Linked DNA regions of Sus scrofa: regions 1 and 3 are each linked to region 2. A link is a contact called in public targeted proximity ligation data. All regions are on one chromosome and are shown on one strand. The core of a region is the stretch at or near the end of the contact, and the rest is flanking DNA. Distances in the headings are between cores, read along the strand shown. Region 1 has its middle 54 kb from the start of TXNRD1. Region 2 overlaps C5H12orf45 (chromosome 12 open reading frame 45 ortholog). Region 3 has its middle 45 kb from the start of TRNAA-UGC.

What was found.
Region 1: a targeted proximity ligation map of alveolar macrophages shows a contact between it and region 2. A contact is called at or near these places in 1 of 5 promoter capture datasets (fetal skeletal muscle) and 1 of 2 datasets of targeted methods (alveolar macrophages).
Region 3: a contact with region 2 is called in a targeted proximity ligation map of alveolar macrophages. A contact is called at or near these places in 1 of 5 promoter capture datasets (liver) and 1 of 2 datasets of targeted methods (alveolar macrophages).

What each region holds. Positions count from the first base shown.
Region 1 is chr5:80,157,756-80,161,688 of Sscrofa11.1, reverse strand. No RefSeq gene overlaps it. Among named protein-coding and RNA genes, the nearest start is that of TXNRD1, 54 kb to the left of the region's middle.
Region 2 is chr5:79,565,010-79,569,364 of Sscrofa11.1, reverse strand. It overlaps C5H12orf45 (chromosome 12 open reading frame 45 ortholog), which reads left to right. Exons shown (of 4, transcript NM_001244659.1): 3 at 3,479-3,615. Among named protein-coding and RNA genes, the nearest start is that of C5H12orf45, 8.8 kb to the left of the region's middle.
Region 3 is chr5:80,285,111-80,288,976 of Sscrofa11.1, reverse strand. No RefSeq gene overlaps it. Among named protein-coding and RNA genes, the nearest start is that of TRNAA-UGC, 45 kb to the right of the region's middle.

The DNA of each region.
Region 1 (3,933 bases), core at 24-2,523, 590 kb before region 2:
AACCACCTGGGGAATCTGTATTTGTGTCAAGTGCTCCAGGTGATTTTTACACACAAGCCCGTTTTGGAGACCCTGGGGCACATCCTGAGGAGAGGCCAACTTCTCTGAACAGCACAGTAGTAACAGCAAAGGGAATTGAGTACTTCCTGGTCCAGGCAGTACTTTGCCCATGTGACTCCATTCACTTGATCCTCACAACAGCCCTGTTGAGGTCAGTGTCATTAATATCCCCTTTTATAAATTAGGAAATGGGCCTAGAGAAGTTAATGAACTTGCCTAAGGTCACGGCTAATACAGGGCAGGACAAGAACCTCCACCCCGCTGGCTAGTCCAGGGCCTGCGTTCTTGGCTACTGCACTAGAGGTCCAGGCTTGGCACACAGTGGACTCCACAGGCAGAAGTGAGAAGAGGGAGTTCTCTGATGGCCTAGCGGGTTGAGGCTCCAGCATTCTCACTGCTGTGGCTCTGGTTGCTGCTGTGCAGCGTAGGTTCAATCCCTGGCCCAGGAATTCCCACATATTGCCTGTGTGGCAAAAAAAGAAAAAACAAAAACAAAACCAAAACAAAACCAAGAGAGAACCTGAAATAAATGTTGCAACTCTCATGGGGAAAAAAAAAGAAGAAGAAGGTGAGAAGACGGGAGAGACGTGAGTTGGAGTCAGTATTTACACAGAAAGGCTAATGGCAGTCACAGGGTGAGTTAGTGCTGCTGAGGTGGAGAGAAGGCTGGGCTCTTTTACCTATTCAGTGCCATGAGTTAAGGACCTGGTGTTTATAAAAAAACATTTGAGACCTTTTACAAAACGCTTCAAAGCATGAAGGGAAAAAAAAAAATCAATGCAGCAAAATCGTAGTGGACAAGTCTTTAAATGCCTCCATAATGTTATTTCAGCCAATCAAATACCATTGGATCCAATGCCCATATACTTGTAAATATTATATTTAAAAAGGGGAGGGGATGCAGTTCAGTATGTTTGGAATGGTGTGAGCAGGAACTCTGCCAGTACAAGTGAAGTGGGGGGCAGGGGACAAAGGCCTTAAAATGGTCCTGAGAGGAACTACCAAGAGAAGAGGCATATTTGCTGGGGGCTGCAGACGAGGAGCTGCACCTCCAGGCCACTTTATGTGCAGTGAGTGGTTCAGTTAATCTTTGTAAGAACCCTCAGAACTGTGCTACCCATTTTTCAGATGAGCAAAATGAGGTTGGGCATCACCTAGTCATTTGTCTAAGCACACATGGCTCTTGAGGAGCAGAAAGAGAAGGTGTGCCCCCTAGTGTCCATCTGTGTGAACAGCAAGCTGCTGCTTCTGCCAGGCAGCTGGTAATTTGATTGGAACACAAGCCACTTTCCTGAATAAATAAGGCCACAGAGCTAAAAAGCTACAGCGCTCTTTTCAAAAGAAAAGGGCAAATACCTTAGAAGATAATGCTGGAGAAGCTCCATCACTGCATGTGTCACTAGAAAACCTCACCTAGCCCTGGATAACAAAGGTAGCCTTCGAACAGAGTAAGGACCTAAATGTGTCAGTACAACCATCATGTTTATGCGGTAAATACCGACAATATCTGAGCTACCTAGAGGTGGAGAAGGACTTCTTAAACCATGGCCTCAAAGCACAAACCATGAAGCAAAAATGTCAAAAACCGCATCAAAAGTTCTGAGCCATGAAGACCAGCACGGAAAGGCGTTCCCTGAGAGACCAGCATGCGCCAAAGACAGTTTCAGCGTCTGAAACTAACAAGGGCCTTGGACCCAGATGATGGCGAGGAATTCTGGCTCATCATTAAGAACAGAAACCCCAAAGGAAAGCAGGCAAAGGACATGGGACTGGTTCTTCCTCAAAGAGGAAACCCCAAAGTCTGACAAGATATGTAAACTCATGGGTGACTAAAAGGCAAATGTAAAGGACAAGTGGAGGTCCTGTCGTGGCGCATCGGAAACAAATTGGACTAGTGTCCGTGAGGATTTGGGTTCGATCCCTGGCCTTGCTCAGTGGGTTAAGGAGCCGGCGTTGCCATGAGCTGTGGTGTAGGTCGCAGATGCGGCTCGGATCCCAAGTTTCTGTGGCTGTGGTGTAGGCCAGCAGCTACAGCTCCGATTAGACCCCTAGCCTGGGAACCTCCATGTGCTTCGGGAGTGACCCTTAAAAGCAAAATAAATACATAAATAGAGAGAGAGAGATCGCCTTCCAGTCATAAGACCTGAGACAAAAAGCTGATTAACGTTGAGTGAGGGACTCCCAGGCTCTGCTGCCTCAAGAATAGACTGTTGGCTTCTCGGTGTTTAGATGGCTCAGGTACCGTGCACTCCATGACCTGTAGTCCTGCTCCCGGGCATCAGCCCTGGAGAAGTTGATGGACATCCCACACGTTTCCTCAAGGGAAGGTGCATAAAGATGTCTGTTGCGGCATCGTTTGCGACATCGAGGACTTGGACCCAATCGTGGTGTCTCTCCCTGAGGGATGGCTGGGTGGAGCCAGGATGGTGCAGCAGTGTTGCGGATGTACCATGACATGGGTGGAAAAGCAAGAAAGAATGACTCTACAGGTGCCTGGGTACATTACAGATGCACACACATACCGCCACGACACACACCTTCCAAGGACCTCTGCAAACAGCACACTTCCAGCAGACGGGGCAGCTATCCAGCAAAGAGTAGGAAGTGATAGCAATACAGGAAAGTGAGGCCAAGAGGGCGCCGCCTGATGCCAGCTTTCCTGCAGGCAGGGGTCCCTGGCAGGGGTGACTTAGCCTCTCAGTGCCTCTCTCTTCTTCCCCCATAAAATAACAGTGCTCACCTCCCGGAGCTGCTGTGAGGATCCAGTTAGTGACGCACGTGGTCAAGTGCTTAGACCAGCAGCGGGTGGGCACAAACAGGGTGCTGGGTGAGCGGGTGCTGTTGCTATTATTATTATTAGAGTATGAATGACTCAATTCTCAGCATACGAGGTCCACAAAGGCGAGGGGGCAGCCCTGAGATGCAAGCCCAGAACAACTCTGTCTCTTTTTACACCAGCCCTGCTCCCTCCCACCTGCAACAACAGCCTCCAAATGTCACTCCTGGGCACCAAGCCAGGGAGTCGGGGTTTGGGGAGAGCGCTCCACCTTTTCAAATACCTCCCAGGGGACGCTGAGCCCAGCTGATGCTTAAGAATGTGAGGGCAACTCCAGGCAGAGCACAGAGCCAGCTGGAGGGACCCAGAAGAAAAAGCCTGTCTCTGCCATGGGGACAAGCTTGGAGGCCAGGGAAGAAAAGGCCCCTCCATGCTCTGGTCCCCATCAGGACTCGGGAAACCAACACAGCCCTCATCTCAGAGTCATTACAAAATTTAACCAACCAACAAGCAAAAGCACAGCCTTGCCTTGTGCCTTCCCATTAAGTAGCCTTGTAGGCTGATGTGGTGCTGGGTGTTACCAGGAGCCAAGCCCCCCTTCCTCCACCCAGAGCCTAGTGTGGGAAGGGGCTTTTGTGGGATGAGTCCCCCCCCCCGCCCGTGACATGGTGATCAGCGCCCATCACAGGCACCTCCCACCCCAGCCCCTTTCCTGCTGAGGTGAATGCGAGCCTAATAGTTGATGAAATGCATTTCTCATGATGCATTGAGGAGACAGGAAGATGGTTAAGAATTGACTGACCTTGGAGTTCCCATCATGGCACAGCGGAAACGAATCCGACTAGTATCCATGAGGATGCGAGTTTGAGCCCTGGCCTCGCTCAGTGGGTTAAGAATTCGGTGTTGCCGTGAGCTGTGGTGTAGGTCGCAGATGCAGCTCAGGTCCTGAGTTGCTGTGGCTCTGGCGTAGGCCAGCAGCTGCAGATCTGATTTGACCCCTAGCCTGGGAACCTCCATATGCCATGTGTGTGGCCCTAAAAAGCCAAAAAAAAAAAAAAAAAAAAAAAAAAAAAGAATGCACTGACCTTGCCTCTGTG
Region 2 (4,355 bases), core at 170-2,669:
TAGAGTGCAGACCTGCTGCTGATGAATTTACTAGCTTTTGTATCTCCAAGAAAGTATTTTGCTTTTGATTTCAAAAGGTGTCATTAATGGATGCAGAATTCTAGGTTGACAGGTTTTTTTTATCTTTAGGTTTTTTGTGTTTTTTTTTGTTTTTTTGTTTGTCTTTTTGCCTTTGCTAGGGCTGCTCCTGCGGCATATGGAGGTTCCCAGGCTAGGGGTCTAATCGGAGCTACAGCCACTAGCCTACCCCATAGCCACAGCAACGTCAGATCCAAGCTGCGTCTGAGACCTACGCCACAGCTCATGGCAACGACGGATCCTTAACCCACTGAGCGAGGCTGGGGATCGAACTCACAACCTCATGGTTTTTAGTCGGATTCGTTTCCGCTGTGCCACAGCGGGAGCCCCATCTTTCAATATTTTTGAGATGTTGCTCTACTGTCTTTTGGACTTGTATGGTTTTTGATGCTATCATTCTCATCTTTGTCTTGTGTAGATTTCTTTTTTTCTCTGGCTGTTTGTACAGTGTTCTTCTTTTTCCCTGATTTTTTACCAATTTGATGGTGATGTGCCTTGTAGTTTTCTTTGTGATTCTTGAGTTTGGGTTTGTTGAACTTGGATCTGTGAATTTATAATTTTTTTTTTCAAATTTGGGAAATTTGGGGTCATTTTTGTAGGTTTTTTTTTTACGTCCCCCTTCTCTCTCACTAAGGGACTCCAGTTACACATAATTTTGCTACTTGAAATTGTCTCACAGCTCACTGATGCTTGGTTTTGTTTTGTAGGGGCTTTGTGGTTGTTGTTTTCACTCTTATTTTTGTGTGTATGTGTGTGTGTGTTTCATTTTGAGTAGTTTCTGTTGTTATGTCCTCAAGTTCACTAATCTTTTCTATTGTCTAATCTGCTGCTTACACCCATCCAGTTTATTTTTCAGGTCAAGTATTGTAGTTTTTATCTCTGGAATTCCACTTTCTGTCTTTTTTTATATCTTTCATTTATTTCCTCATTGTGAGAAATGAGAAGAATTTTCTTATTTTTCTCTGCTTTCTTGAATATGTATATATAATATATTTTTATTTTAACATAAATATGTTTTAACATTCTTATTGCTGATTCTGTAATCTCTGTCATTTCTGGATCTATTTCTATTGACTTTTTCTTTTTATGGATTATATTCCCCTGCTTATTTGCATGCTTGGTAATTTGGATGCTGGACATTTCAAATTTATCTTGTAAGCTAGATTATGTTTTCTTCTGTTTAAAAGAACTATAACTGGCCTAGTTTCAGAGTTTAGCATGTACTCTTCTAGAAACGTTTGGCTTTTCAGAGTTATGGTTCATGCCACTTGTAGGTGCATGTTTTGTTCCACATGATTCATTTTTTAAAAACAAAAGCAGAACAAAATCTGGCCTGATCATCCTCTTGTGGTAAAGATTTATGTCATTGGAGTTCCCTTGTGCACAGCGGGTTAAGGATCCAGCATAGTCACTGGGGTGGCCCAGGTCGCTGCTGTGGTATGGGTTCAATCCTTGGCCCAGGAACTTCCACATGCTGCAGGTGTGCCACCCCCCACCCCTATACCTTTATTTTTATAGGTCACTTATCTTACTGTGTGTTTAAAGAGGTGTGAGAGCTAATTTTTATTCAGTATTTAGTATGTGCCAGGCATTGTATGGGGCTTTGTGTGTGTGTAACCTCACTGAATCCTTCCAGCAGTCCTATTTTACGATTAAAGGCCATTTCTTGACCTTCACCACCGTTTTCTTCTTTTCCTCCTTACTCTGGATATTTTAGTCAGCTCTTGTGTGACTACACTGGTGACCTAACAAATCTGAGAGCCCGTTATGTGCATGGTTATGTGCTGGGCCGCTTTTTAAATTTTTTTTCTTTTGACGTTTTAGGGCTGCACCTATGGCACATGGAGGTTCCCAGGCCAGGGGTCTAATTGGAGCTGTAACCACCAGCCTATGCCACAGCCACAGTAGCCCAGGATCCAAGCCGCATCTGTGACCTACACCACAGCTCACAGCAATGCCAGATCCTTAACTCACTGAGCGAGGCCAGGGATCAAACCCGAAACCTCATGGTTCCTAGTCGGATACGTTTCCGCTGCACCACGATGGGAATTCCTGGGCCTCTTTTGAGAGCTAAAGATATGAGATATCCCTTGTGTATTGACTCCCCTGTACTTAGCACAGTGTTACACTGATGAGTAAAGTGGGGTTTTGAATGAGTAAATGTGTTAGTTAGGACTCCTGTGGTTGCAGATGACTAAAACAACCAGCTCAGGTTGCCTTCAGCCAAAAAAAGAAATAACGTTGACTCATTTTGTTGGGGAAAAAACAGCCCAGTGATTTCAGCTACACCTGCACCCAGGTGCTTGGTATCATCAGACAGATGCTTTGTATCTGAGTTGCTCTGTATCTTAGTTCTGCTTTCCTAGGTGTTGGCTTCATCTAGAACAAGCTCTCCCCAGCAGGTGGCAAGTGGACCAGTTTAGGAGCAGCTCCAGGCTTACATTCAGCAGCTCACGGATACTTTTCCTCTGAAAGAAGGGTATCTTTCTCAACAGGTCAAACCGAAGTCCCAGAGTGATCTCTTTTGGGCCTGACAGATCAGTGTCACTGAACCAGATCGCAGTGACCAAGAGTGTGGAACATGTCAGCAAGAATGGGGGTAGGGACAAGAGTGCGGAAGACTCTTGACAGAGTTTAAAAGGAAAGTGAGGGTTTTGTTTTCAGAAGAAAAGGGAACAGATGTTGGGCAGGTAAAAACAACCACTGCTTTATTAACATGCCCAAGGCAACTCAGATGGTAAGAGGTGGAACTGGGGTTCCATTAATAACCTCATCAGTCTGACCCCAAAACCTCAGCTTCCTGCATTTAACTATTAAATCCTATTGTCTACTACTTAAGCAGTGACTATTTGTTGAAAGCCAGCCTTGTAGACATTTCCAGTTCTGAGGATATATGAAAAACACAAAACAATGAGAAATAACTGCTGAATTGTATAGTCCTTCTGCTTTAAGAATTTAGAAGAGGGAGTTCCCGTCGTGGCGCAGTGGTTAACGAATCCAACTAGGAGCCATGAGGTTGTGGGTTCGATCCCTGGCCTTGCTCAGTGGGTTGAGGTTCCAGCGTTGCCGTGAGCTGTGGTGTAGGTTACAGATGCGGCTTGGATCCCGCTTTGCTGTGGCTCTGGCGTAGGCCGGCGGCTACAGCTCCGATTAGACCCCTAGCTTGGGAACCTCCATATGCCACAGAAGCAGCCCTAAAAAGCAAAAAGACCAAAAAAAAAAAAAAAAAAAAAAGAATTTAGAAGAGGATGAAGATTTTTTAAATAGGGGGAATTTGAAATATTTTTTATTGTAATTATTGTCCTCATTCCTATCAAAGTGAGACGTGTTTTACAGGAAATTCTGGATTTTAAAATTTGAAGTAATGTAAATATTGATAACCTGTATTTTCTCTCCTCAGTATTGGACCGAGTACAGACGTTTCTCCCACAGATGGCTCAGGCAAATGAACAGCTAAGAAAAGAAATGGCAGCTGCACCACCTGGTTGTTTCAACATTGAAAATATTGATGAGACTCTCGGAAAAGTTATACAAATGGTAACTATACTTTGCTTTCATTTCATAGAGTAAAATTTACCAGTGTGCCTCGTCACCTAAAAAAAGAGAGAGAGTACTTTTTAATTTTAATTCCGAGTGCTATTTTTCTTGCAAAGTCAGCTCATGTTTCCAGTACTCAGAGGTACTTGGTCACTTTATGATTAAGGATCTCATGGGTCAATAAGCTTCCTTGGCTGAAGGTTAGGAATTTAGGAATTCAGCCTCACAGGAAGGCTTTTTTCAAGTCACATTTGTTACCTTGAAGCATTTATTCACTGAATGTCCTCACTGCATTTTTTTTTCTTATTTTTCTATCCAAGGCGCCAAAGGCATGAGTATAGTCTGATTCATTGAGAATGCAAAAATAAACTATGTGTATGACCGAGTAAGCGATTCATAAGCCATATGTGAACGTTGTCTTTCAGTGCAGGCTTATTTCTACACTGGAATTCCCTTTGTGACACTTGTGTCTGGACAGAGCTGACCCCAGTGTTAATAATCATATCTGATCGGCCAGCAGATCCCTCACCTGTGCCTCCAGACTGTATCCCCAGGCAGCCTTTTCACACGCCGCCGCCACTGGCCTGGGCGATTACAGTCTCCCCTCTGGATTATCCCAGGAGTCTCCCAGCCGCTCTCCCTGCTTCCATCCTTTCTTCCTGGAGTCTGTTCTTCCCAGTGTGTCACCCACAGTTTGGGAGCCAGTAAAGTCAGAGTCCCCCCTGGGCCTGTGTGATTCT
Region 3 (3,866 bases), core at 612-3,111, 720 kb before region 2:
CTGCTTTTCTGGAAAAGCAATTTGGCCATGTGTAAGAAGAGCCTTAAAGCTGTAAACACAAAGATACTCACTGCAACCCCATTCATAATATTTCAAAACAAGCATCAAAGTAAATGTCTAAAAGAACCAGGTGGGCGTAGTGCGGTAGCTCTACTGGAAGGACTATTACACGGCTAGTTAGTAAAGATGTTTCCTCCCTTCTTTTCTTGAGTATGGATTTCCTGCAAGGTCCTAGGCACTGTTCAGGCTTTTGGGATACAGCAAAGGAAAAAATACGTAAAGTTGCTAGTCTGCTGGGGTGTACATTTTTGGAGGAGGGACGTGGAAGCTGGGGAAAAATATAGGACGTGGAAGAATATAGGGCAAATCAGAAGGCTGTCAGTGCCATATAAACAAAAGAGACGGTAAGGGGGTGAAAAGCTGGGTGCAAAACTATTCATTGAGGGGAAAGAACAAACCTGGAAAGAAGGAGTAGACAGCAAATGTAGTTTAAAGGGAAGGATTTTGGATGGTGCTTTTTCCCCCCCTTTTTATGGCCACGCCCCCTGCATGTGGCACGTGGAGGTTCCCTGGTCAGTGACTGGGTCCAAGATGCAGCTGTGACCTACTCCGCAGCTGCGGCAACCTGGGCTCCTTCCACCCACTGCTCCCAGCCTCCAGCCGCGCCTCTGCAGCGACCTGACCCGCTGCAGTCTGATTCTTAGCCCACTGCTCCACAGCCAGGAATCCCTCCTTCTTTCACCTTTGTATTTTCCTGTTTATCTTTGGTGAGTGTATTTTAATGTGAAAAGAAAAAAACGCACTTGCTTGAAAGAGAAGGGGCGCGGGAGCAGGGTGTCGCCGGCGGCGGCCGGCAGGGGGCGCTCGGCCTCCGCTCGGCGTTGCTCGCCGCGCGTTCCCACAGGGCCCCGCGCGCCATGGGCTGCGCCAAGAGCAAGGAGGCGCGGGCGGCCGTGCGGGAAGCCCAGGGCAAGAGAGGACGTGGCGGCCGCTCAGTAGGTATGACCGAGGGCCACGTCGCGGCCCCGGGGCCCTCCAGACGGTCGGCGACCACCGGCCCTGGTTGGGTCCCTCGTCCTGGAGCCTTCGGCCTGGCAGCCCTTGGCCGTCGTCGTGAGCCCGACGACGGGCGCCGGCCTGGAGAATCCAGAAACGGGCGAGGCCTTGGGGATGCCCCGCGGCGGGAAAGAGCCACCGCCCCGTGTTTACCCCAGGACACGTCGGTGGTGGCGGCCGTCCAGGTAGCGTTCAAGGTGGTCGGAGGCTGGTGCTGGGCAGCCACGATCTGAGAAGACCGTTCAGAGCTAACCCTACGGAGAATTACGGGTCCCTTTCCTGCCTGCGGGCTGTTGAGTGTGTATTGAGTTTCCAAAGAAAGGAAACATACTACCCATCGGGAATTACCTTCCTTTCTTGAGAATCCGGGACCCAGGGCTGAGGGTGAAGGAGCTAAGCCCCAAGGGAAGTTTAGGTCTTTTAACTGGGCAGGTCTTGGGTGGCGCCCAAGGACCCCCAGGCCCCCCCCACCTTCTTGCCATCCATCCCAAATCTTATCAGACAGACCTTCCCCTTTCCCACCCCCTATCTTAGCTTCCTTCCCTCCTTCCTCCCTCCCTCCCTTTCACATTTCTGACACCACCATCCCATTTTATCCGTTCAGTTACTCTTTGAGATGGGAAAGGTTGCTTCTGTTTTCTCCACTTTGCAGTTAGTGAATAATAATGGCGAACAGTTATTGAGCAGTGTTTCAAGCACTTGACATGAATTATCTTGTTTCACTTTATCAGCAGTACCCTGAGACGGGTGAATCATACCCTCACATTTTACAGATGAAGTAACTGAAACACAAGGGGTTATGAAACTAGCTGGGATCTAAGCTGAGGCATCTTGGCTCCAAAGTGCAGATCCTAACCCTTGTACAGCTCCCCTCCCCTCTTGGTTTTACAAGTGTGAAAACGGAGACCCAGAAAAGTAACAATTCCCACGAATGGAATTGTTAAATGCTGGAGGATCTGTCTCTTTCAATTTAGTTAGCAGAGCATATGGTGAAAGGCTCAGAGGAATGGAAAAAAACAGCCAAGTGAGGCAGGCAGCTCCTTGGAAGAGCTAGGACTTGGCAGGGAGTGTCTGACGGGAAAAGCTCATGCTCACCCCTGGGAGCAGCTGACAAGACCATCCTGGAGGAGCTGAGGACCTAAGTGGGGGAAGGGAAGAATGGGAGAGAAGGTTGAGTGGGGGGCAGTTCCTGCTCAAGCACAAGCAGCTCGTTTGTGGCCATCCCTTGGCTTTCTTCCCATCTACACAGGGGAGGGTTAGTCTGTGTGTCCTAAATTTGCCTTTCCTGTACCAGGTTTAGGATTTCTCCCATATCCATGTACTACTATTTACTATCTTTAATTACACCCACCCTTTGAAATACTTTTTAAGTGAAGTATACTGTACGTACAGAAAAGTGCAATTATTGTAATACAGCTTACTAAATTTTTGCAAACTAAACAGCCCTATCCAGCCAGCACCCAGGTAGAGAAACACTTCCAGTCCCCCCCAGAAACCCCCCACCACCCATGCCCCTTACTCCCACACCAAGGCAACCACTTGGCTGATTTCTAATAGCATGCATTTCTCACCTGCCCTGCAGTTACTGTTTGAAATAAATTTAGCACTGTTTTAAGCATTAATCTATGAAAGCCCTGCATCGTTCTGGATGTTTTTCTGTACACAGACATATTTGCATCCAATTGAAATTTAAAATGTTCTTTCATGTATCACCTGTAAACATTCTAGAAGGTGTCTTCCTTGGGTATCGCCAGTGATCTGCACACCGGATTTGGTGAAATGTTAGACGACATGTTCTCTCAGTTCCCTCCCACTGCAAAAGTATGTGCCTCGGTTCCAAGAAACTGATTTCTTAAGTGAGCAGCCAGAATCTAATGTGAGGTTTCACACAATCTGGCCCAAGTTGTAATGGTGAAGAATGTCTTAATTGAATGACTCTTCAAGGAAGCAGCTATTACTTAACAGGCACGAGGGACACCAGGAAATAAGGCATGATCTCAGCCCTTAACATAGGGGCTAGTGCGGAGGAATAACAGAAAATGCTGTGTCATCATGTGTAATCAAAAAGGTAGATGGGTACAAGATACCTGGGAAGAAGAGTAAACTTCTGAGTGCTGAGAGTTTATATTTCTACCATGACACACATTCCATCCTATTTTGATTAACTCGTAAACACTTATTTTTCTGACTGGATTTTTGAGAATCAGTGTGTCTTGTTCATTATAACATCTTCCACAGTCCTTGGTGCACTGCCTTGAAGGTGGGAGCCAGTAAATGTATTCATATTGTCCATATGGCAAAGGGCAATTTTTTAGAAGTGAGGAATTTTCTAAAAGCTGATGATACCAGTGCTACCATTTCTTCAGTGAGGCCCGGAGACAGTGTTTCTTAAAGTGTGATCCTAAGACCCCCTGCCAGAGAATGAATTAGGTGAGAATTAGTTGCACAAGAGTGTTTCTCAAAGTGTGGTCCTGAGACCACCTACAAGAGAATTAATACACATAAGGGAGGTGTAGCTTCAAAGCTCATTTTCCTGGCCTCCGCCCTGGACCCGTTAAATCGGTCTCAGAGTATTGGGCCAGGAGTCATCACTTTTGGTAGCTTAGCTGTTTCTGTTCGAACCAAGGTCTGTGAACGCAGCAGTGAGGTATTTGGGCTGGAGTCAAACCATCTTTTCTTGAGAAGAGGTCCTGACCTCAGCAGTGGGGCTGAGGCTTGGGTGGAGGCAGCTCCTGCAGCTGGTTGAGCCTGATAGAGTGAGTCCGATGTAGTAAGAGGAGTGGAAATCTGTGGTGTGGAACCAAAGGTCA